Regions from separate parts of the Mus musculus genome. Here regions 2, 3 and 4 are each linked to region 1. Evidence: chromatin contacts called from public HiChIP or PLAC-seq data. All regions are on one chromosome and are shown on one strand. Each heading gives the region's core, a stretch centred on a gene start, on an enhancer-like site or on the middle of the called end of the contact. The rest is flanking DNA. Distances are from core to core; before and after follow the strand shown. Region 1 holds the start of Rasgef1a (RasGEF domain family, member 1A). Region 2 holds the start of Zfp9 (zinc finger protein 9). Region 3 has its middle 42 kb from the start of Gm30498. Region 4 holds the start of Zfp248 (zinc finger protein 248).

Region 1 (3,055 bases), core at 373-2,872:
CCTAGGTCCCTGGACGCTGGGAAAGATGTGGATTGATGCATATATGCATGCTGAGGTCAGACTTGTGACAGACAGCTTCATCCATGTCTGCCAGAGATGGGACTAGATAGGCTCCCTGGGGAAAGCTTGCTCTGGAGCAGGTGGCAACTGGCTTGTTAACTGTGCATGTGGGAGAAATGCCATCACCCTCTTAGGACCCAGGTGTCCTAGAGGGTCAAGGAACAGGGCTAAAGAAGGCAGGGACAGGTAACTTCCTAGAAGTAGAACTCCAGTTTTGTTTCTCTTGGTATTAGAAGAGCAGTCTGAAGGAATGACCTGAGCCTAGCAAGGGCCCAGCACCCGAGGGTCTAGGTGGGTCTTGACAAGATTCGCCAGCAGAGGTCACTGTGAGCTTTGCATCCCCTGGAACAAGATGCAGGGCTGGAAGAGGGGGGCCCTGTGTGAAAGCTGATGCACCCTCCTCCCCGCCATCTGTGGAGCTGTTCCAGGAGGGAATAAATACTATGGGCTCTGAGACCCCTGAGAAGAAAGGTGGGGTCCAGCGACAGTGCGAGCTGGTAGAGACGTCAGGGGAGGCAGAGCCCAGAGGGCCTGGGTCCTCCTAGGAGACAAGGGAATGAGCCCAACATTCAGAGTTCCACAAGACTGAACTAACTACCCAAGAGTCTGTCTGCTGATGGATCTTTGTGCTAAGAGAGCTGATGGAGAAAGAGGGGAAGGGAGATGGCAGGAGAGAAGTGTGCTCCCTCAGGCCGCTGGGCAGAGATCAGACAGGGTGGGGTAAAGTCCGGGTCATCAGTCTCCATTAGGGACCATGGCTTGCTTGTGTGCTCTCATAGGATTGTTTAATCCCCCCTGGGCATCCTCTGCCCCGTCTATGGTCTATGGTTCCAGCTGAGAGCAGCTTTGACTCCTAGAACCTGGCCCAGCTCTCTCTGCCCTCCCAGCCTCTATCTGCTTCCTTAGTTTCAGATCCCCAGAGAGGGCATTCTTCATTTCAGCCCACCGCTGCCATCTAAACTCTAAGAGCTGGAGCTGCGGTGGGAGGCACCTGACAGGATTCTTTCCTAGTGCAGGGAGTGGGGTGGGGGTGGGGGTGAGGTGAGATAGATCCTCAGAGACAGGCACCAGGCATATCCCTTACTCGGATTAGCCCTTCCACGACAGCAGCTGCTGTATCCCTGGCGTTCTGGGGATGATAGAAGGACTGAGGATTCAAGACACTTCAGACTACAGCTGTGTGGAGCGAGCGCCCGCCCGGCAGGGGAAGCATCTGAACTAAGCGCTGCTTGGGCACCTGCGGTAGCTCTGTAGCGTTCAGTCTCCAAGGAGGAGTCTGGGACCCTTCCTGGCCCTCCCCTCCCCTCCCCTCCCCTCTCCTTCCTGGACTTCACCAGCAAGACGACCCACCCCGCCCAGAGCCCAGAGCCTTGACCCTTACGCCATTCCCAAACCTAGCACCACAAACCCTGCGGGTGCTCACGCCTCACTGTGCCTCGCCCTGTCCCTTGCTAGTGCTCCTCCCAGGGTCTTGTTCACGAGGCTCGCCAGCCCCGCCCCGGGCGGGAGGTGGCTGGGTCACGGGAGGGAAGTCCCCGGGCTTGGGCGGCACTGGCTCAGCCCCGGAGGGTAGTCGGGCTTCTACACCGCCTGCGGGTCCGGTAGCGGGAGCTGTAGCCAGGATGTTTCTGGAGCCCCAGGTAGGGTTGTGGCAGTGCGGGACTGCGGGTTAGGAGCACTCCAGGGCAGTGTCTTGACCACAGCAGGACCGCAAGGTTAAGGTTTCTGTGCCCCAGAGCTTGGGAAGCGCGGCCAGGAGGGTGCTCGCCCCCAGGACAACCAGGGCAACTCTCTCTCCTGTCCCTGCCCGGACACCTGCCGCCACTTGGGCCTCGCCCAAGGTGCAGCTGCTGCCTTCCTAGCCTCTGCTGACACCAGCGGCTCCGCTGTAAAGCGCCACTTGAAAACCTGCAGGGGGTGGGGGTGGGGTGGGGTGTTTCGCAGCAGGGTCCGGGTGCGGCAGAAGAGAAAGCAAAGGGCTGTCCTGGACAGAGCAGACTTGTAAAAAGCAGTGGCGATCTTGGAATTTCCCCTATCCTTGGGCTCAGAACCACTGTTTACTCCATAAGTGCTTGGAGTGGGGGCGGTCTGTGATGGAGTGGTTGATCATGTGGGAGGTGTGCGCTTGTATGTGCGATGTGTGGGCGGGAGAGAGGACGTGTTTATATATGGGAGGCTTAAGTGAGAGCCGTTAAGAGGAGGCAGGTGTGGGGGCAAGGCTGTGCCTGTGCATTCTCAAATGTCATGTGTTTAAAGAGAAGAGTGCCTAGTGAGGGGAAGGCTGAGAATCTCCCTAAAATTAACCCTGGGCCTGAGCCACCACTGCACCTTTCTAGCTGTTTTGAGCCATAGTGGGCAGTGGGATTCAGGAGCAGTACACAGACCTGTCTAGACCAGACCCAGTGCAGACCATTGATTTGGAAGAGTGGAGATGAGGAGCCAACATTAATGGGCTGAAGATGTAGGACAGACAATGCACATTTATTAAGCACCTGCTATGCGCTGGCACTGTGGTTTGCAGAGAACTAAGCAGGCAACAGTTCTTATCCTCACAGAGCTCATCTGGGTGCCAGAAAATCATTGGTTCTTAACCTGTGGGTCAAGACCCCTTGGGGTTAAACGACCCTTTCAAGGGGTTGCCTCTCAGATAGCCTGCATGTCAGATATTTACATTATAATTCATAGCAGTAGCAAAATTATACTTATGAAGTATCAGCGAAATACATTTTATGGCTGGGGCTCAGCACAACACGAAGAACAGCATTAAAGGGTCGCAACATTAGGAAGGTTGAGCACCTCCACAGTGAGTAATATACAGACTAAGTTACATGGCAGAAAGGACTAAAGATGAACGTAGAGGAGTAGCCCACAGCAGGAGTGCATCAGGAAGGATGATTCTGGTATCATGCAGACGTAAAACGATGCTCAGCTCCGGTGACTGTTTCCTCTGCTAATACCCATCCTGCGTCACTCTGCTGTGCCACCTACTTTTTGC
Region 2 (3,054 bases), core at 306-2,805, 410 kb after region 1:
TGGAAGTAACATTTTTTTTCTGTTAATATTACATTCCTCCAAAGCTAGAAAGTCATCTTAAAGCTTTCAAATACCAGGCATTTCTTCTCCCTAAATTACAGTTTCTCAAAGCAAAAAGAAAACGGAGCACTTCTTCAAGAACCTTACATGTGATCCATTTTCTCTTATATATGATTCCTTTTGGTTCTGTTGCTATGTCTGCTACCGGCATTGGGACTTAGTTTCAATGCTATTATTCTTAAAGTGAAAGGAATTAAATCATGGTGAATAACCCTCTGTGCAGCCTCCGGTCAAGCCTTGACAGCCACACAACAGGTTTAGATCCCTGTAATTGACTGGCCTCTCAAAACAGGCTGAAACAGGGGGGTGGGGTGAAATTAAATTACATCTTAATGAACTGTTGCATGGCTGCCAAATCTAGCTTTGAAACAAATGAAGCTTTGAAACAAAATTACCTTCAAAAATAGCAATTTGAAGCCACATGGAGTGAGGCACACTTCTAGCCCCAGCACTGTAAAGGCCGAGGCAGGCAGATAGCAAGATTAAGGCTGGTTTAAGCTATAGAACGAGAGCTAGACCAGCTTGGACTACATAGTGAGACATTATTTCAAATAAATACATAAATAAAGTCATTAATTAATTAGACAACAGTTTTAGTACCATATTCCCTAAAAAGGTATATCGTGTATATAGATTAAAAACAAAAACAAACAAACAAAAAACCAAATGCTTAATTCCAGTCAGCCGGGTGCATACCAAAGGCCTAATGTATAAGGCCAGATACAAATGCGCCAATCATCAGCCTTAGGAAATCTCCTTCGTAACAGAGAACACAAATGAACAACAGTTCTCATCTTTTAGATCTGTCTCTGCTGGACGGGGTGGCACACACCTGTAAACCCAGCATCCTGGAGGCTGAGGCAGGAGTTTCAACAGCTCCAAACTAGTCTGGAGCTCCAAGGCCAGATCGACACCCCACCCCCAATCTGTTTTACTTCTATTCCCTTAGAGGGTGAGTGTATATAATTCCCAGATTCTCAGGAAAATTTAATACTGAAAGACCTTTTTTTAAAAAGCAATACTGTACTTCCAAATAACTGTTCAACAGTCTAACAAAGGATAGCTGAGGGATATGGGGAGGGAGAGCCTTAATTAATCTCTCACACTAAGGGATCCAGAGGAGGCTGGAGGAGTTTTAGGAATAGAAGACTCCAGGTATGATCAAGTATGCTTCAAGGCTGTGTCCTCAGCGGCTGCACGGAAAGCAGACGCAGACAGGACTGCGTGGAAGAGACAAGCCCGGCAGAGTTAAACAATAGAGGATTACGACCACCCGCAGGTACTGGGTAAACCAAACAGCCTCTGTGAACAGCTTTGAGGGGCCCAGATGAAAGGACCTGGCTCTGCTGGAAAAGCAGCAGCCCGCCCTGCTTGTTCCACAGCACTCTGCAAGACTGCCCTGCTCCGTGCGCCCTGAGCGATTCTCACCTCGGTGACAGCGGCCTCCGCTGCAGATGCCCGGGGATGGCTGAGAAGCGGGAGGACGCCGACGTGGCGGGAGGACAAGGCGAGTGGGTGCCACGTCACCCGGGCGGTGGCTCAGACCCGCCTGCCTCCCGCTGATGTCCCCTCCTCTCCCCTCCCCTTCCCTCCCCTCCCCTCCCCTCCTCAGCCCGCCCAGCGCGCTCCTCCCGCCGCCGCCCCACAGGATCGCGTGCTCGCTCGCCCGCCCGCCCGCCGCAATCGGAGAACCCCTCAAATCGGGGGATGCCGCGGGGCTCGGTGTCCCCCGCAAGACGAAGGACAAAAGTTCCTCAGCTGACAGGCGAGGGCTCTGCCCATGCGCCTAACGGCCCTCCTTTCTGGACTACGCTTTCCAGAAGCCTCCGCGATGACTCCGTGTGTGATCACGTTATGAAGTTTGGCTCTGAGTACCTCACTGTTGAGCGCTGCGCTGCTTCCCTAAGGCCTGATCTTTAAGGGGATGATTGAACAAGCAATGGGCACCCTGCGGAGTTAGACAGAAGGCCGTCAGAGGGTGCGCAGTGTGTACGGTGGGGTAGCTTAAATACTTGAAGTTTACATCCAAGGAGCTTGCAATTTTGTCTTAGGATTACTACCTTTCAAAACTATGTAAACGATAACACGAAACGCGAGAAACTAAAAAAATATGTACAGTATATATAAACCAAAAGAATACACCAAGTAAAGTGCCCTACATGTTAGTCCCCGCCTCCCCCTGGCCAAATTTTTAAAGTTGTATCCTACCGATGCAGAATGCCATTCTTATCCTCTCACTAAGAACGATGTCCTGAATATGTAAAACAACTTGTATATGTCCTTGGCCATAACTTTAGTCCGCACTGTACTAACCTTAGAAATATGGAAATATTACATTCTTCATACGAAAGTTACAATTTTTACACATAAATGTATACATATAGCATATATGGTGCCAGAGCTTTTAAGATCAACGACTGAGCCCCGGGCAGCCATAAGGACTCAGACTCATTGACTGGTCCTCAAAAGGCCAACTTAAGAGACAAGGGGACCAAACAGCCTGCAAGGTTCAGGATAAAGGTATTGTTGGCACAGAAACACAGCTCTTGCCTCTAAGGGGATAACTCTAAGGGGTTATTGTGAACTGAACATAATGATGGTCCTGGAACATAGACTTAGGGCACCCCAAATTTCCTTTTCCAACGTGCAAGCTGCTTCCCGGGGCTGTTTTATTTTGTGTATATGGGTTTGGGCCTGCATGTCTGTGTATCATGTGGGAGACATGCATGATGAAGCCAGAAGGGGGCATCTGATCCCTTGGAACTGGAGTGACGATCAGTCGTGAGCCATAATGTGGCACTGGGAAATGAACCCCTGGTCCTCTGGAAGTGGACCCAGCACTCGTCACCTCTGCCCCATCTCTTTGGTCCCTTCACAGAGCCTTCAGAGTAATAGAACAGAAGAAGTCATCAATGAGGACACTCACACACACTGGCGGAAACAATAGATGGGCAGGGTAAAACCAAATGGGAAAGTCTTGGCCTCAGACGCTCT
Region 3 (3,101 bases), core at 488-2,987, 280 kb after region 1:
GTCCCCCTTCTCTCTTCCCTATTGCTTCTTTTTGTTGTTCATAACCTTCCACAGCTTAAGAATCTCTAAAATCTGTGAACCCTGACAGAACCCGCTTTCCTTCCAGCTACTCTTCCGGTCCTGATTTTTTGGCGTTGATATATTAAAGTACCTCTTCATTCTTACACTCTAACCTCAGTAATCCAGACTCTAGTTAACACCACACCGCACTTGTTTATCTTTCAGCACTCTCTGAAGCTGGCATTGCTGTGCTGTGTTGTTACTGGCTACTCTGATGTTGGAGTCATGGGCACATCCAGCTGCTCTGGCTGCTCCTGTGGCCAACACGGAGATCATCTTAACTGAAGACCTAACTTCTGAGCCACAAACCTCAACTCTGCTACAACTCAGCCTCACCTTCAACTGGAAGGATTCAACTGATCAATGAAACCCGAGCAAAGAAATAACCTGCACAGATACATCCCAGTGTGATAATAAGAAACAGGAAATATCAATACACCGTGACGTCTCCAAAATTTATTGGTACCACGGTAATGTCTTCTAACGAACTGGAAATCCCAAAGAACTTGGAAGAGTGATCGTTAAGTACATGCAAAGGAGTCAAAGAAGACAAACTCCTGAATGAATTCCAGGAGAAAACAAATGAAGTCAATGCCAGATGATAGGGGAGTTCCACCACGAGACAGACTCATCGTAGAAGAACCAATGTGAAACCCAGGGAATGAAAACCCAGGAATGGAAATAAAAGCTATGAGGAAAGGAAGCCAGCACAGCTGAGATGGAGACATGGTGGACAGTGTGACAGTCAAACAAGGGTAAAGGTGAATTCATAACTAATGGTACTTTCAAGATATATAGCACACCATTAAAAAAAATCTACAATTCACAGCCATCAGAAGACACAAGTTGCATTCAAAAGGGGTGGAAAAGAGTTTCGGCAAGGTCATGGCTTTCATTTTTAAAAAGTCAAAGAAAGAGATACTATTCCCGGTACAGAAGGCCTCTAGATTGCACCAAACAGCCTCCCTTGGCCATAGTGTTGCTGATGCTAAATACACAGAACAATATTCTCTCTTGGCAGCAGCAAGAGAGAGCCATGGAGCTGTGCATGGCGACAGACCCCAGACTCACAGCACCTGTCAACAGACATGTGGAAAGAAAGGAGGGCTTGGAGGCAAGGATTCACTTCCAATTCTGAAAGACAACACCTAGACAGGGTTCTGGTAAGATGACAGACCAGAGGCTGCCTCAGTGTGAGTTAGTGAAAGAGTCAAAATGAGAAGAAAAACAAGAATACAGAGGACTGATCCAAATGGAAGGATACAAAACCATAAATATGCAATCTGTAAAACGAGGGAGCAGATGACGGGTATGAATGTGAAGAACTCCTTGGCAGCAGCGCCAGAAGGTGGATTCTGGCTAAGAGACAAGCTCTGCTAAGAAGTGCAAGGCCCAGGTGTCTGGGGCCCTCTGTCAGGATTCTCTGTGCTCTAAGGCTTCACCTGCTGGGGCCCAAGTCAAAGGCAGAGCTGCCTCCAGCAGGACTTCAGCAAGCGCCAGGGATTTGAAATTGAGAGTTCTCCAATACCCACAACACCACCCCGTCATACCGCAGAGAAAATGATCAGACCTGGGCACCGCAGGAATGGACCCTCCTGCAACAGGAGAGCTCTCGGGACCTCCAAGGTGAAGGGCAGTCTTCAGCACCCACGCACACAGCTCCGGAGAAAGGGCGAGAGATCTGCTCACTACACAGCCACATCCCTTCGCCTCCGTTTTGGCCCTGTGGAGCAAGAACCACAGGAAGTACAGGGCAGAACCATAAATGTGTTGTTTCTCTCAGATCAAAGCCACAGACCCCAGACACACAAACTGTGGGGATTGTGGTAAGGAAGTCGGAAGCTGAGGCTCGCTGAGCCTCCCGGGGGTGGGGGTGGGGGGGAGCAGGGGGGAAGTGTATGGGACTCCATGCGCTGTCCTGATGGTCAGAACTAATGAAGATACAAGGGGTGGACTCGTCCCCAACCAGGAAGAGCTGACAGAGAATATGATACTTATTGCAGTTTATTAGCTATTTCATTTTACCAGTCATTTGTGCTTATATGTTTCTATTCTTTAACCTTTTATTTTAATGTTCAGTTTTTATATACATATATATTTTGTTTAATGTTTTTAATTTTTTAAGCTTTTTAATTTTAAGAATTATTTATCTTTTCCCTTAGTATGTACATTTTTGCCTTTTAAATGTTCGATTGATCCTCTTGTAACTTGTATTGGTTTGTGAGACATCCAACCCTTTTTCCCAACCTGATAAATAGTATCTTCTCTCCTGCCAAGGTACTAACACTGGGAGTGCTGTCAAACTGTCACTTTTGTTACTGCAGTTGACTTCTGTCATAAGTAGAAATGCAAGGGAAGACAACGCCACCCGGAGGACTCACAGTGAATAAAACAAAGGAAAGTTGTGAGGTCTCTGGACTTCTGGTTGTGGGTGGTATCTTCTATAGGTGATAAGAAAGTTCAGCTGTGAAGTCTAGAGGTGGTCCTGGGTCAGCCACAGCACCAGCTGACATTCCAGTGCGGATGGGGGAAACCTCACAAGGCCCCACCCCTACCTAGATGTTAGCTGCTCAGAGAGGGGGAATCAGGAGACACACCTCTTTACAGGCTATCCATCCCAAGTGGTCAGCCCTAAACACGTACACAGATGAGCGACACTAAACGCATGTGACAGCTTTTATATATATATGTGTGTGTGTGTGTGTGTATATATATATATATATATATATATATATATATATATATTGTGTGTGTGTGTTGCATAAGTATGCAACAGTAATAATTGAAGTCAAAAGTTTGAGAGGAAATAGGGTGAGGGGTCATAGTGAAGTTGAGGGGTATGAAATAGGAGTCAAAATTAGATAAATACAGTAATTATGTCCAAAATTCAAAATTTTAAAAATTGGAATAATGAGCAAAAGCTATAAATTAGGAGACACATGCTTCCCAACAGACGTTCAAAACACAACAAAGACCTAAACACACACACACACAAACCAACAAGACAGCACTCATGAGAAGCCACAAGGCACCTGCATCCC
Region 4 (3,142 bases), core at 290-2,789, 390 kb after region 1:
GGTGTGGCTCTAACATAAGTTGAGTTTAGATCCTTTGCACTGAATGAATGCAAACGCTTGTTTTCCCTTAGCACCCAACTTACAGGAGAATTAAAAACATGAGACAATCTTTTTAATTCAGCAAATGATAATCTAAAGGAGGAAAGGCTATGGGCTTGTCCGGACTGATGATCAAGGAAAATGAGGGAGTGCGGAGACAGCGGTGGGAATCAGGAGGTTTTGTTAAATCTAACACCATTAATCCCTTGAAGTCAGGTAAGTCAAGGAAATGAACGGGGCTTTTAAGGCAAGATAAAAATTTCAAAATGTATTTGCTTACATTCCAAGTTGCTTGCTTACAATTCTCAAAACGATCGCTTGATAAGAAACTTGCACCTCAAAGAGACAAAATATACAGCCATCTGCAGGCCCCGGTTGTGTCACTAAAAACCTGCAAGATGTTGAGATTCTCAGGACCCACCTACACTACTGTCCGATGGAAACATATGGCCATAATAGCAAGCGTGTCCCTACATGCCACCTTCACATGAGTCAAGAGTCTAAGGGACCGCCTCTCCACAGTTAACCAGGTAGGAGGGATGCATAAGATGTGGAGGTAGGGGCAGTGATAGCAATTCCGGACCTGTGAGCCTTTCACTCCCAATCGTTTTCCAAGAACTAGCATTCCATGTGCAGCCTGTATGCACCCATCTCTCTCAACTCCAGCTCACCTCTCTCCTTAAACTTGTCCCAGACTTTCGGCGAGCACACAGTCTTCCATGGTTTCAGGACACTGTCATTTTCACAAAACACATGAGCGAGAACCAAATTCAGAACTGGGATCCCGGGTGTGTGAGGGGGCAGGAGGTTTGGTGGCTAGCTAACCACTTTCCTCTTCCACTCCAAACACTGCGCCCTAGGGACCAGTCCAAAGGCCCCCTGCGAGGGTGGGCTCCCTAGTAGTAGCTTAAAAATAAAAAAAAAAAAGAAAAAGAAAAAAGAAAAGAAAAGAAAATTGCAGCAAGTATTCGTAATAGTCACACTGTGCACAAAAGGAAACCGAGTCTCGGGTAGGTTATTCTGTCCCAGTAATTCATTCACTCGGGACCTGGCTTACCCGCTCGCCCCCCACATCCCAGCATCTAGCCCCAGCAGCCAGAGAACGGATGCGTCACCGCGTCACGCTCGCGCCATGCGTGAGTCAACTCCTCAGGGTTCCGCCCAACCACCCCGCATCTTCCCCGCCTAGTGGGCAAAATGCGCAGGCGTAGCACGAGCTAGAGGCCCTAGATTAGCTCTGCAGAAGTGCGGGACTATCCGGATCCCGCAAGCCCGAGCCATGGAGTCCCAGCGCACCCCGGCGTTTCCCCATACAGCCCTCCACCCCGCTGGTCCCTGGTTGCTGCCAACAGCGACCAGGATGGCCCGAGCTCCCAGAACCCTCCGCCCTTGATGCTGTCTAAGGCTCACCCGCCGCTCCTGCAGTGCACCGTGCCGAAGGCCAGGAGTTGTTTCCCAGGAGGTACGCGAGGCCACGGATGGACCAGGAGCAGGACTGCAGTTTGCGCATGCGCAGAGGAAGGGGCGGTGCGCCCAACGGTGCTCGTAGTGGGGTCTCCACGTCCAGTGTTGGAAGAAGGACTGTTGCCTGGAAAACGGAGTCAGCTCCTGTCTCACTCTGTATTGTAAAATGATGCTGTTGAAGGCGTCTAGAAACCAGGGTTACTTTATGTAAGAAGTAAAGGTGTTTGCAGTGTAAACACGACCTTGTCAGACTCATTTCCCAGGATGGGACTTTCTGGTACACCGCGACAGTTTTCTGTATCTTTATTCTATCTAGCGCCAGCCTTCTGTCACTACCCTGGGGACTGGGGATCAAATTAATATATTTTCTACACTCAAAAAGAAGGAAAGATGTGTTAAAAATTATGTTGGAATGTCAACTGGTGTTGGAATAGTTCAGGACTTGGTCACTTTGCTGAGATTTCATAGGCGTGGCTTCCCTGTCCTAGCTACAAGACACAATCTCACATCAGACTTCCCTATCCTCTGGCTCTTAAAATCTCTACCAGGTCTTCTGCAGCATTGCTCGAGCCTTAGGTGGAGGAGTGTTATATCAGTTGGGCTGAGAACTCTTCCCTCAGTTGCTCACTGTATTTTGACAAGGTGTGTCCTTCGGTAATGGTCTCTAACTGCTGTAAAAAGAATGTCTTTGTTAAGGGATGAGAGCTACGCTTACCTGTGGGTATAATGATACGTATAGGGAATGTAGTTATGAATTGTGCTACTTTGGGACAGTGGCAGTGGTAGGGTTTCCTATAAGATTCATGATCTCACTAGCCTCGTGCTATAGGCCTCGCTTCTCTCCTGGCATCCCAAGATGAAGAATTGCAGACAATCAGCAACTACACACACACACACACACACACACACACACACACAGAGAGAGAGAGAGAGAGAGAGAGAGAGAGAGAGAGAGAGAGAGAGAGAGAGAATTAGTCTTCCCCAGGGGTGAGCCCCATGAGTTGTTGTCCAATACCAAGTGGTCAGTCAGTCCCCAAAGGCATACACCTGCAGGCAACACTGAGGGATGCAGAAGTTTCTATTTGTGTGTGTGTGTGTGTGTGTGTGTGTGTGTGTGTGTGTGTGTGTGTAAAAAGAGTGGTTAAAGAAAAAAGGCTGTGGAGAAAGGGGAGTTAGATATAGGGTAGAGGTAGAAGGGAGGACAGGGAAGGGGAAAATTATGTAATATTTTAACTAACTAATTAGTTTGTGAATGTGAAACAAATTTATATAAAATCCTGGAAAGTAGTCTAAACTAAAAGATCATCATCATGAATATTCTCTGGATAAAAGAGAGAGAAGCCACAACCCTAGTGCTGAATAGCATTAAAAGGATAGCTGCTTCTGCTGGGCCAGGCTGACCATCCCCAGAAAGATGTTGGTCTCTCGCTACATAGACAGTTCAAGGCCCACATGGGCTGCATGAACCTCAAATCTTAGGGGGAAAACAGATCAACATAGTGTTCACACATATTTAACTCAAGTGAGCAGATGATGTCTCTGAGGAACACTTATTATGAAAAGAAGTAAACTATAGGATTTATTCAACTCTCCCTTCTCCAGTGATTTTTCTATTTTTGCTCCAGGAACAAATCCAAAA

What was found. HiChIP or PLAC-seq counts read pairs in DNA pulled down with a chosen protein or histone mark.
Region 2: a contact with region 1 is called in an HNF4G HiChIP or PLAC-seq map of pancreatic cancer cells. The contact joins the promoter of Zfp9 here to the promoter of Rasgef1a in region 1. A contact is called at or near these places in 1 of 484 Hi-C or Micro-C datasets (embryonic stem cells) and 2 of 115 datasets of contacts at active chromatin or transcription factors (embryonic stem cells and pancreatic cancer cells).
Region 3: an H3K4me3 HiChIP or PLAC-seq map of the 230-238 cell line shows a contact between it and region 1, with 6 times the contacts expected there. The contact joins the enhancer-like site here to the promoter of Rasgef1a in region 1. A contact is called at or near these places in 1 of 484 Hi-C or Micro-C datasets (the G1E-ER4 cell line), 7 of 115 datasets of contacts at active chromatin or transcription factors (the 230-238 cell line, bone marrow-derived macrophages, embryonic stem cells and 1 more) and 2 of 9 other capture datasets (adipose tissue and liver).
Region 4: a contact with region 1 is called in a FOXA1 HiChIP or PLAC-seq map of pancreatic cancer cells. The contact joins the promoter of Zfp248 here to the promoter of Rasgef1a in region 1. A contact is called at or near these places in 1 of 484 Hi-C or Micro-C datasets (embryonic stem cells) and 4 of 115 datasets of contacts at active chromatin or transcription factors (the 230-238 cell line, embryonic stem cells and pancreatic cancer cells).

Annotation. Positions count from the first base shown.
Region 1 is chr6:118,064,763-118,067,817 of GRCm38.p6, forward strand. It overlaps Rasgef1a (RasGEF domain family, member 1A), which reads left to right and starts at 1,623. Exons shown (of 13, transcript NM_027526.1): 1 at 1,623-1,700. The coding sequence starts at 1,683.
Region 2 is chr6:118,477,718-118,480,771 of GRCm38.p6, forward strand. Zfp9 (zinc finger protein 9) reads right to left here and starts at 1,556. Exons shown (of 6, transcript NM_011763.2): 1 at 1,489-1,556.
Region 3 is chr6:118,348,719-118,351,819 of GRCm38.p6, forward strand. No RefSeq gene overlaps it. Among named protein-coding and RNA genes, the nearest start is that of Gm30498, 42 kb to the left of the region's middle. Within about 2 kb of position 1,738, at least 24 of the 459 cell types and tissues checked have an H3K27ac peak or open chromatin away from gene starts, as enhancers often do. A contact at or near this core is called in the 230-238 cell line, where this site is marked.
Region 4 is chr6:118,453,967-118,457,108 of GRCm38.p6, forward strand. It overlaps Zfp248 (zinc finger protein 248), which reads right to left and starts at 1,540. Exons shown (of 6, transcript NM_028335.2): 1 at 1,450-1,540; 2 at 711-945.